Linked DNA regions of Arachis hypogaea: region 2 is linked to region 1. The links are chromatin contacts, called in public Hi-C maps. All regions are on one chromosome and are shown on one strand. The core of a region is the stretch at or near the end of the contact, and the rest is flanking DNA. Distances in the headings are between cores, read along the strand shown.

Region 1 (4,750 bases), core at 668-3,167:
ATTATCCTACTGAATTGACTCCATCTGCCAAGCAATACAAGTTTGTAAACCCATAACTTCAACTGAATATCTGAGAATATTGCAGAGAAAATTTAGATTAGTTATATGGTCAAGAATACACTTCAAAAATTAGTAGAAACTACATCTACCAGTATTGTTCCAGGGAAACTTGACTAGTTTCTAACCAACCATTTCATATTTTTTCTCAACAGCACTTGAGCAAAGCCTCTTATTTATTGAAGGAATTGGAATTTGATAACCTTCCTCATTCAAAATCATTCTCATAGTGATCCATTTGACCCATTACAATTTCAACAAATATATCTAATACATTTTTTAACAGAGATCGATCAATCTGCTCTCCTTCTTGTTCTTGATCAATCTTTTATAGAAAAGAAGAGGGGTTAGTTTATTCAAATGTTTTAAATTGAAAATCTTTTATGCCAAGGAAGAAAACACATACAAAAGAAATTACTGCATCTCTCACTTTCATAGACATGCTTTTAAATTAAAATCCCCAGCTTAGAAAAGAAACCACAATCTGCATCCTCAATTTAGATACCATACTCAAGAGAAATAGCTGCAAGTTTATTCATTGATTCTGATTATTTAGCCTCCTCTCTCATTCTTTTCTTCTTTATATATATAAGGGTCTATAAAACAAGCAATACTTTTCAACATGCAATATCAATAGGACTAATCCATGTGTCTTATCCCTTCCACTTTTTCAGAGGTATTAATATTGGCATGTAAGCCATTAACATGTGACGAGCCTGCACACAAGAGAATGCACTAGTTAGCAATTAAAGTAAGCATGCTTTTCAATTTTATAGTGAAATGATTATCAATTTTTTAGATACTGACAAAAGAGAAATGGAATGATTAAAAGCAATTGTCAACATACAGATTTATCAAGCCCAACAAGGATTAAGGAATCACATTCTATAATGCCCTAATTCTTCAAATTTTTTTTCCTACAAGTACAAAAAATTATTTGAATAATAATAAAAATGTGAGACAATTTTTGCAAGGGTGCAATTAGTGCACCTATATTGTTTTAATCTTGAGACATACTTTATTATTTACAGTTTAAAATATTTAAACTGCAACCATTCGTTTTCAGACAATGTCATTTAATTGCAAAAGGTCAATTTTCCTTTTTTAATTAATCCATTTATATGTTTGATTATTTTTGGTTTATCATCATTCATATGCGTCGACAGGGGATTTGCAAGAGAGAGTGAACACTGAGGAGGGAGGCCTTGCCAAAGAAAATCACCGCCAAAGGAGGGTTAGGGTTTACAGCGCTCCAGGCGGCAGAGCGAGCGTCGATAGAGGATTTGTGAGAGACCGTGAGCGTCGAAGGAGGCCTTGCCAGAGATATGGAGTGTCCAAAGATGTACTTTGGAAGCACTTTCAAGTGTAAATTTAATAATATTATAAAGATCAACGTAATAATTAAACTTAAATTTTATAAAGGTACATTTTTTTTGGATCAAATTACATCATGTGAAGTTCAAATCCGAGATCTGTAGACAAAGAGACATATGCCATCTAACTACCACTCATTTTCTTTACAGTGAAATTTCCTTTTCTTTTTTTTTCCTTGTCTTGGGCTATATCCATAAACCCTATCCAAACCTGAACTTCATTTATATTTTTGTGAAATCCTTGTTGAAATGTCCAGTTAAAAAAGAGTGCGTATTTAAGTTTGGGCCTTGAAATGAAAGTTATACTATTATGTTCTTTTACCATTAAAATGATAATCCCTGGTCCAACCAAAGGTACCAAATCAACTCGAAACCCACTGAACAAAAAAAATGGAAACCCATCAACTTCTTTTTGTCTTTACCCTGATCGTTCATGGTCCCCCTATTCATGACCAAATAAAAAAAGTAAAATACTCCTATCATGTTTTCATCAAAAGTAAAACAAAAGCTCACATTTATTTGGGAAGTATGATATAGTGTTGGCCTCAACCTTGTGCTACGGTCCACTTATTGGATCTGTTCTTCTCATGTCCAAAATAAAAAGAACTGTTATTCTTGTGGGTTCCGAAAAAAAACGTATACTCCTTAGAAAGAGCAATACATCACCTGACCAAAAAATAAATAAATAAATAAAGAGCAATACATCAGAGTTAGGGTTCTTTGAATTGAACCACACCCTGTTACTAAAAGTGGTATCTATCTATGATGTTATAAAATTCCTAATCTCTCACTCTGACCCCCCAAAAACAAAGACCCATACATCAAAACCAAAAAAAAAAAAAAAAAAAAAAAAAAAGAAAGAGCCGAAAAAGAAAAATTGATTGAAAGAAATTTTATTATCTAGTTTTATACGCAGAATTTCTTTTAACATTTTTTCTACATATAACAATTTTTCCTTAAGTTCTTTTTTTTTCTCCTCCTTGTGGGAATAATAATAATAATCAAAGTGATGGTTTCATTGCATATTTTTTTATGGCATGTAAATGCTGATATACTTATTTCTTACAAGATTTGTTTTTCTCTGAGAAGTAGGGCATGATTATGTGTTCTATATACTTTAGATTGGACATGAAAACCTGTAAAATTTGTAGCTAATTGTCTCAACTATCGATATGTATATAAGTCAATGAAACATTAGTAACTATATTCAATAGAAAATATCTTAGATATAACCTAAAATATTACAAAGGATTGAGAATTTTTTACATACTAGCTTATAGGCTAATCATCCATTGGGTTGGCCTATTGCAAAAGGGCTTAAAGGAAAGGGACGTTGTCTCAACTACTACAACTCTTACTGCAAATTTCTATAAATAAACTTCAATAAATTGACTCAATAATCGTTTTTTTACCCTACAATATACTTCTTGGAATATGGTTAACTTAGGCAACAAAGTCTGTTGTAGGTACACCTAAATTTGCACTAAAGGGACTAAAACTTCTAAAAAATTGTTAGAGGTAGCCACTCATGTAAATCTAATGGAAGACGGAATTCAAATAAGTGAATAATTTAGAATTTAAATTTGATGCATTATTAGTATAAAACAATTTTATAAGTGCATCTTATGTAATTGTTCATATCCTAATTTAGAATATAAGCCAGATTCAATAAAGCTGAAATGTTCTACTAAAAAAGTGGTCTCTACAATATACTCGACCTTTTTGAAGAGATCGGAATAAACGAAAATGGGCAGCCTATACTTACCTAAGTAAGTAACTGCCTCCCAAAATCTCTCACCCACTTCTAAAAAGAGATCTCAACAAGCCCTAAAATAAAAGGACGGTTATCCACCACTAGAAGTAAAATTACTTCAACGGTGGTTATTGGCTCATCACCTATAAATATCCTGACACACTCAGGTACCTTGAAGTTCTAATACATCAAAAACCTGCTTAACCCCTTGTTGACTTAGGCATGCATTGAAGTGTCTTTCAGGTACCACTCCCTACCTTTTCAAACACACACAATTCAGACGGCGGCTCTCTGACGCAGGACAAGTCGGGGACCACTCCCTTGAGTATTTGGGCATCGCATCCGAACCCAAACATAATCTGGTTTCAAGTAACTTCCAGAACAGTAATATTATGCCAATAAAACTAAATATCTTTTATATTTACTGAGTGTGTGCATAATCATCCAAATAAATAAAACTTAAATTGTAAACCCATGACTAAAACCTCTAATTTGTTTTCCAAATTCAAAATGTTAACAATGTACTAAAGTTGATTTAACTAGCAAATTTTATTTTAAAAATTTGTATGATTGAAAATTTGTTAAGAGTGGAACAGCCGTGTTACGAAAGTTTATAGAACTTAATTAATCAAATAAGAAGTCTTCTTCTTCTTCTTCCTTTGTGATTTATATTTCTAATTGAGTGACCAATAATGCCAAATTCCCAATTCCAAGTGTCATTTTCCACAAAATTTTTCCACAACCATTAGTAATTAACAATAATAGGAATCTCCTCTCATATGGCGGTGCATTAAAAGTTGAGTCAAGGTAGGTAGGTAAATCCAAACAAAAACAAAAAGAAAGAAAGAGAGAAAACCACAAGCAAAGATAACGTCTCATTTTTTTGATAATTACATTTGATTTGATTCATGTACGCGTACCTCAATTTTTTTTGCACTATTCATAGAACATTAATATCACTATGTGAGTGCGTGCGTTGTCGCTTCATCAAATAAAGAGAAGCAAACAATAATGTGTTTCATTTCACCTTTTTGACGGTCGTTGATAGAGTCGGTGAGATCCTTTGTTTGCAGACACGTGGCGGGCCATAGGTGATTGTAACTTGTAACAAGAACATTTGACATGGTCTTACGAGAATGATTCTGATTGGTCAACGTGGCGTGCATGTGCCTAACGACTTTTTGTGACAACCCTTTAATAACGGCAGTTTTAAGTTGTGAAGTTATTTCTGTTGGGTTTTGCTTTGTGAGAATTTCGGTTCAAAATCACCACTTTCTTTGTCTCTTCTTCTCTCTCTATCTCTTGCATGGCTCTTTCTTTCTTTGCATAATAAATTTAATCTCATTACTTTAGACATGGATGTGGACACTTCATGATGTGCTCATTTTTAAATCATGGCGTAATTTTTACCACTTTCATTCGCCTTCAAATCATAACCACGATTAATATTATTAATAATGAAAAAGAATAAAATTCTAGTAGAAACAAAGTACTATGATTTTTTTTTTTTGTTTTTCCTCTTTGATTAAATATTTTGATACGTATTTATAAGTAATATTCTAATACA
Region 2 (5,228 bases), core at 2,307-4,806, 780 kb after region 1:
AGTAGCTTTTAGCATTTATATTTTTTTAACGGTTGGTTTTAATTTCTTGTTCATAAAACCCAAAAACCCAAAAATATACATCCCATAACCAATAATATGCACACTTCCCTGCAATTCTTTGAGAGACGACCCGAGGTTTAAATACTTTCGATTTTTATTGGGTTTGACTTAAGTGACAAACAAAATTAAACTTTGATTGAGGGTTAATTGTTGGTTTGGAACTATACTTGCAACGAAATTATTTTTGAAAATTCCTAACCGACGATTATCCCACATCAGTCCCCAAAAAAAATTAATACACAGATCAATTTCCAACATTTTTTTACGTTAGACATAATAGTCTTCTGTCCATTTTTTGGCATAATTCTAAATTTTTCAAGTATTTATTAGAAAAAGAATATTAGTAAATATTATAATCAAATTAACTTTTAAGATTAAGTTAAACCTATTTTATTTCTAATGTGGTATTTTTTTTAAAAAGAATATTATTAAACTATCCTCACTACATATCCAATTGTAAATCCAATAAAAAGAGATGTACTAAGTCTTATATTCTCTTTAATTAAAAATATATTATGGTGGATTGTTTAGTTTTATATCTTATTATTTATATGTTTTATTTTGTTATGTTGAGTATTCTCTAACTCCAAGTCAAATATATCTTTCATTAAAAAGTGGTCCAAATATTGATTATATTCATGTGGATGCACTATGTAAGATTGTAAGTAGATATATTCATACAATCATCATAATCAAATGTGCATTCAGTGACATTTATTAGTATCAATTACACCAAGTAAAAAAAATTAAATTTCTTATTATTATTATTATTAATTATAAAATAATATTGTACCATAATTTTTTGTATGATTTTAGACCAAAAAATAATAAATTTATTCATTAAATTATTATGTGTGTATTTATAATATAAAAAGAATTTTCGCATAAAATTGGCAAAAAGAATTTTCGCATATATATATATATATATATATATATATATATATATATATATATATATATATATATATATATATATATATATATATATATATATATATATATATATATATTTATTGTCACTCAATGATGATCTAAAAGAATTTTCAGCTTAAAATTATTTGATATTTTTGTATTTAATATAATTTAAATTAATGTGATAGGTAGGAATTAAATATAATCAAAGTTATTCTTTTATTTTCACTTGAATCTCAACTTGATCACCAAATCATTAATTAACTCAAAAGATAACTGAATTTCTACTTCATAATTAGACTAACTTAACATACACATCTATGTGATACATACATATTACTTTTCTTTGATTTATAATATGTGCAAAAATCATATTAACAAAAAAAAGTGTGTCAAATTTGCATTTTCTGTTGTGAGTTATATCGAAAAATAGACGGGTGATTGTTATGTCTGACAGAAAAAAATGTTAAGAATTAATCTATATATTAATTTATTTTAGGGACTAAAATGTCTATTTTTAAAATTTTTGAGTACTAATTTAAGTAATTACCCTGGCAAAAAATAAATAAAAACTGATCTATTTACCTAAATAAAATTTTAAAAATATTTTTGTGTATTAATTTTTTTGAAGACTAAAATATTTACTTTTAAATTTTTTAGGATTGATTTACATAATTACTCAAAAATATCTTTCAATGATTAATAACAATTTTTTTATACAATGCTTAGTCAACAGAGAGAGAAAAAGAGATTGATGAGTAGTTTTTAAAAATGATGCGATTATTAAACCAATAGGATTAGAGGTTCAAAAATTCAATCAAAATTATTAGAGTTAAATTAATATAATAAAATAATATATTATATATAAAATATATATTTTATTTAAAAAATTATTTTTATTTATTATTTTATACCATTAATTAATCTTTAAAAAACTCACAAATTAAACTATTTAATTATTTTACAAGTTCACCGTCAAATGGCTTTTATCTAAAATAAAATCGGTTTGATAGTCAATTTTTTATTAATTAGATCAAACTACTAATTCAATTTTATTTCCAGAACTATAACTATTGATATAATTATTTATATATTTTTTTATTTATTTAAATTTTTGAGATTATAAATTTTAAAATACATTAAAACTTACAAGATAAAGATAAGATTTTATTCTGTTCAAAATATTTATCATTAGAATAAGACAAGAGTAGATAGTTACTATTTTAATATTTTTATTTTTATTTTTTATACTTCATTTTTTTTTTTTATCTTTGACCATTATTCTGACTTTGTTGTCAAAGATGTAACTAATATAGTTTGAAGAAATTGTAATTATCCCTTTAAACACAAATGCTTTTTCCCTAAAAAATATCAATCTAGAGACAATTAAGATTGAAACAAAGTTTTCTATACTTAAAACTTGCTTAGTGTCTTGTTACACTACTACCAAACATGTAATAAACCCAAAAGGAAAGGAAAGGAAAGGAGAAGGAAGGTAAAGAAAAGTGGGAAATGGAATTGCAAGCGTGTGGGGTAGTAATTTGATGTGACTAAGATTTTGAAGGCAAAGATGAGGGACACTCAGAGAATTAGCCACGTGTGACACTCTCAACTCTCACTCACAACTTCACATTGAGGCAGCAACGCGGGGTTCGACGTGTGCAACAAACAAACCAAAATGCCTTCTCCACTCATACTCATAGTCATAGGCACCACCACCCATTACTATTCTTCAATCAAAAAAGCCCAATCTTCTTCACACCCCTCCTATTTGTTCATCTTACAACCTAATGGGCCAATAGATTACCATCGTTAAACACACACACACATACCACTCTTTTCTTTCGCCGCTTTCATTTTCTTTTACTTTTTTTTAGACCCTTTCAAGTTTCAACTCTCTCTCTCTCTCTCTCACTCTCTCTCTCTCAATCTAAATTGTTTTCTTCTATTTCCATGTTATACCAATTAATGGCCTTTATAATACTATGAATTATTAAATATATACTAATAAAGCAAAAGAAACTCAATTTAAAATTCTTGACTAATTTCTTTTATGAAAGTATTAAGTAAATTCATATCACATTATAATACCTAGGTATTAGTCCGTTAAACAAACCAAATTTACCTTGGTCTCTTGCCGTTGTTTTAATTTTATTCTCATCAATTATCACGTGTGATTGCTCTCAATTTAAGGAATTTTCCCTCTATATCATAAAGAAAAGTATAGATAAATAATTTTTAATTATTAATTTTAAATAATTATAATTAATAATTATTAATTCTATATTTTTAAAAATAAAATTTAAATAATTACTAATTAATAATAATTAATTAATATAAAATATAATTTAAAAATATTTATTAATTTGTTGTTAGTTAAATCCCTGTTAATTATCTAGTAAAATTAAGATTATAATCCTTATTGTTCCCCTTTCCTTTCTCTTGTTATTTCCACAATAAAATAAGCTTTTCTTTTGTAGTGTAGAGAGAGAAAGCGAAGTAGAGTGTTCGTGGCAGTGTATCATGCAGCTATGCCCCATATACAACCCCACCTTGTCTTGATCACTTATTGGCAATCCAACTTTTTTAATTTTCTTTTTTCTTCTTTTTTTTCATTCTCAATACTCTCTTTCCCTCAATTTCTTAATCCTACACGTGGTCTTCTCTTACATGTCTAAGTTGAACCTCCATGCCTCCAACCCCTTCTCCCCACTATATATATCCGGTCTCTCACTCCCCTCATCCCTCAACTTTCTCACTCACAAACCACCTCTCTCAAACAAAACATAGAAAAGCAAAAAACATTCTTAAACAAAAAAAATTACACACACACACACTAATCCAAATTCCAAATTCAAAACTCATACAACATTAATAGAGCAAGTTTTCAATATTCACCCCTGCTACTTACTTGCTTACTCTCACACTCACATCACTACACTTTCAAAATAGAGCAACCATGGCAGCAACTTCAAACACATGGATCAATACCAAACTTCCATCATCATGCTCCTCTTTAAAAGGTGCATCATGTTCACCTCAAACACCATCCTCATTCACTATCAGGAGTAACAAGAGGAGGTCTAATTACAATAAAATCAAATGCTCACTCCAAACACTCCACTTCCCAAAACAGTTACAACCAACCACAACAACAACAAAACCAAAACCAACAAAAGAAAATAAAACCGCATCCACAACCACAACCACAACCGCAGCTCCGGTTAAAGACTTGAACCTTATACAAAAGGCGGCCGCGATGGCAATAGACTTCGCGGAATCCGCCTTAGCCTCCCACGAGCGCCAACACCCGCTCCCAAAGACCGCGGATCCCCGCGTTCAGATCGCCGGAAACTTCGCACCGGTGCCGGAGCATCCCTCGACTCACTCCCTCCCAATCGCCGGGAAACTCCCGGAATGCATTGACGGAGTCTATGTCCGCAACGGTGCCAATCCGATGTACGAGCCCCTCGCCGGACACCATCTCTTCGACGGCGACGGCATGGTTCACGCCGTGAAATTCCACAACGGCTCTGCCAGCTACTCCTGCCGGTTCACCGAAACAAACCGCCTCGTCCAAGAGAAATCCCTCGGAAAACCGGTGTTCCCGAAAGCCATCGGAGAACTCCACGGTCACTCCGGAATCGCTCGCCTCCTCTTGTTCTACGCCCGCGGCCTCTTCGGCATCGTCGACGGTAAAAACGGAATGGGCGTCGCAAACGCCGGTCTGGTCTACTTCAATAACCGCCTCTTGGCGATGTCCGAGGATGATTTGCCTTACCACGTGCGCGTCACGCCAAACGGGGATTTAAAAACCGTTGGCCGTTACGACTTTAACGGCCAACTGAAATCCACGATGATCGCACATCCCAAAGTGGATCCAGTCTCAGGCGAACTCTTTGCTCTAAGTTACGACGTCATTTCAAAGCCTTACCTAAAGTACTTCAAATTCAATAAGGACGGAACGAAGTCGAAGGACGTTGATATTCCGTTGAAGGTCCCAACGATGATGCACGATTTCGCGATAACCGAGAATTTCGTGGTGGTACCGGACCAGCAGGTGGTTTTCAAGCTTGGCGAGATGATGAGGGGTGGATCACCGGTTGTTTACGACAAAGAGAAGGTCTCTAGGTTTGGGATTCTTGACAAGAATGCCACCGACTCAGACGGTATCCGGTGGATTGAAGCGCCAGAGTGCTTCTGCTTCCATCTATGGAATGCGTGGGAGGAGAAAGAAACTGATGAGGTTGTTGTGA

Evidence for each region. Hi-C and Micro-C count contacts between places; a contact is called where the count stands out from the background.
Region 2: a Hi-C map of leaf shows a contact between it and region 1, with 2.7 times the contacts expected there. The contact joins the promoter of LOC112771106 here to the enhancer-like site in region 1. A contact is called at or near these places in 2 of 8 Hi-C or Micro-C datasets (leaf and an unstated tissue).

What each region holds. Positions count from the first base shown.
Region 1 is chr18:47,543,279-47,548,028 of arahy.Tifrunner.gnm2.J5K5, forward strand. No RefSeq gene overlaps it. Among protein-coding and RNA genes, the nearest start is that of LOC112769404, 22 kb to the left of the region's middle. Within about 2 kb of position 1,918, at least 3 of the 3 cell types and tissues checked have open chromatin away from gene starts, as enhancers often do.
Region 2 is chr18:48,320,996-48,326,223 of arahy.Tifrunner.gnm2.J5K5, forward strand. LOC112771106 (9-cis-epoxycarotenoid dioxygenase NCED1, chloroplastic) reads left to right here and starts at 3,557. Exons shown (of 1, transcript XM_025815725.3): 1 at 3,557-5,228. The coding sequence starts at 3,932.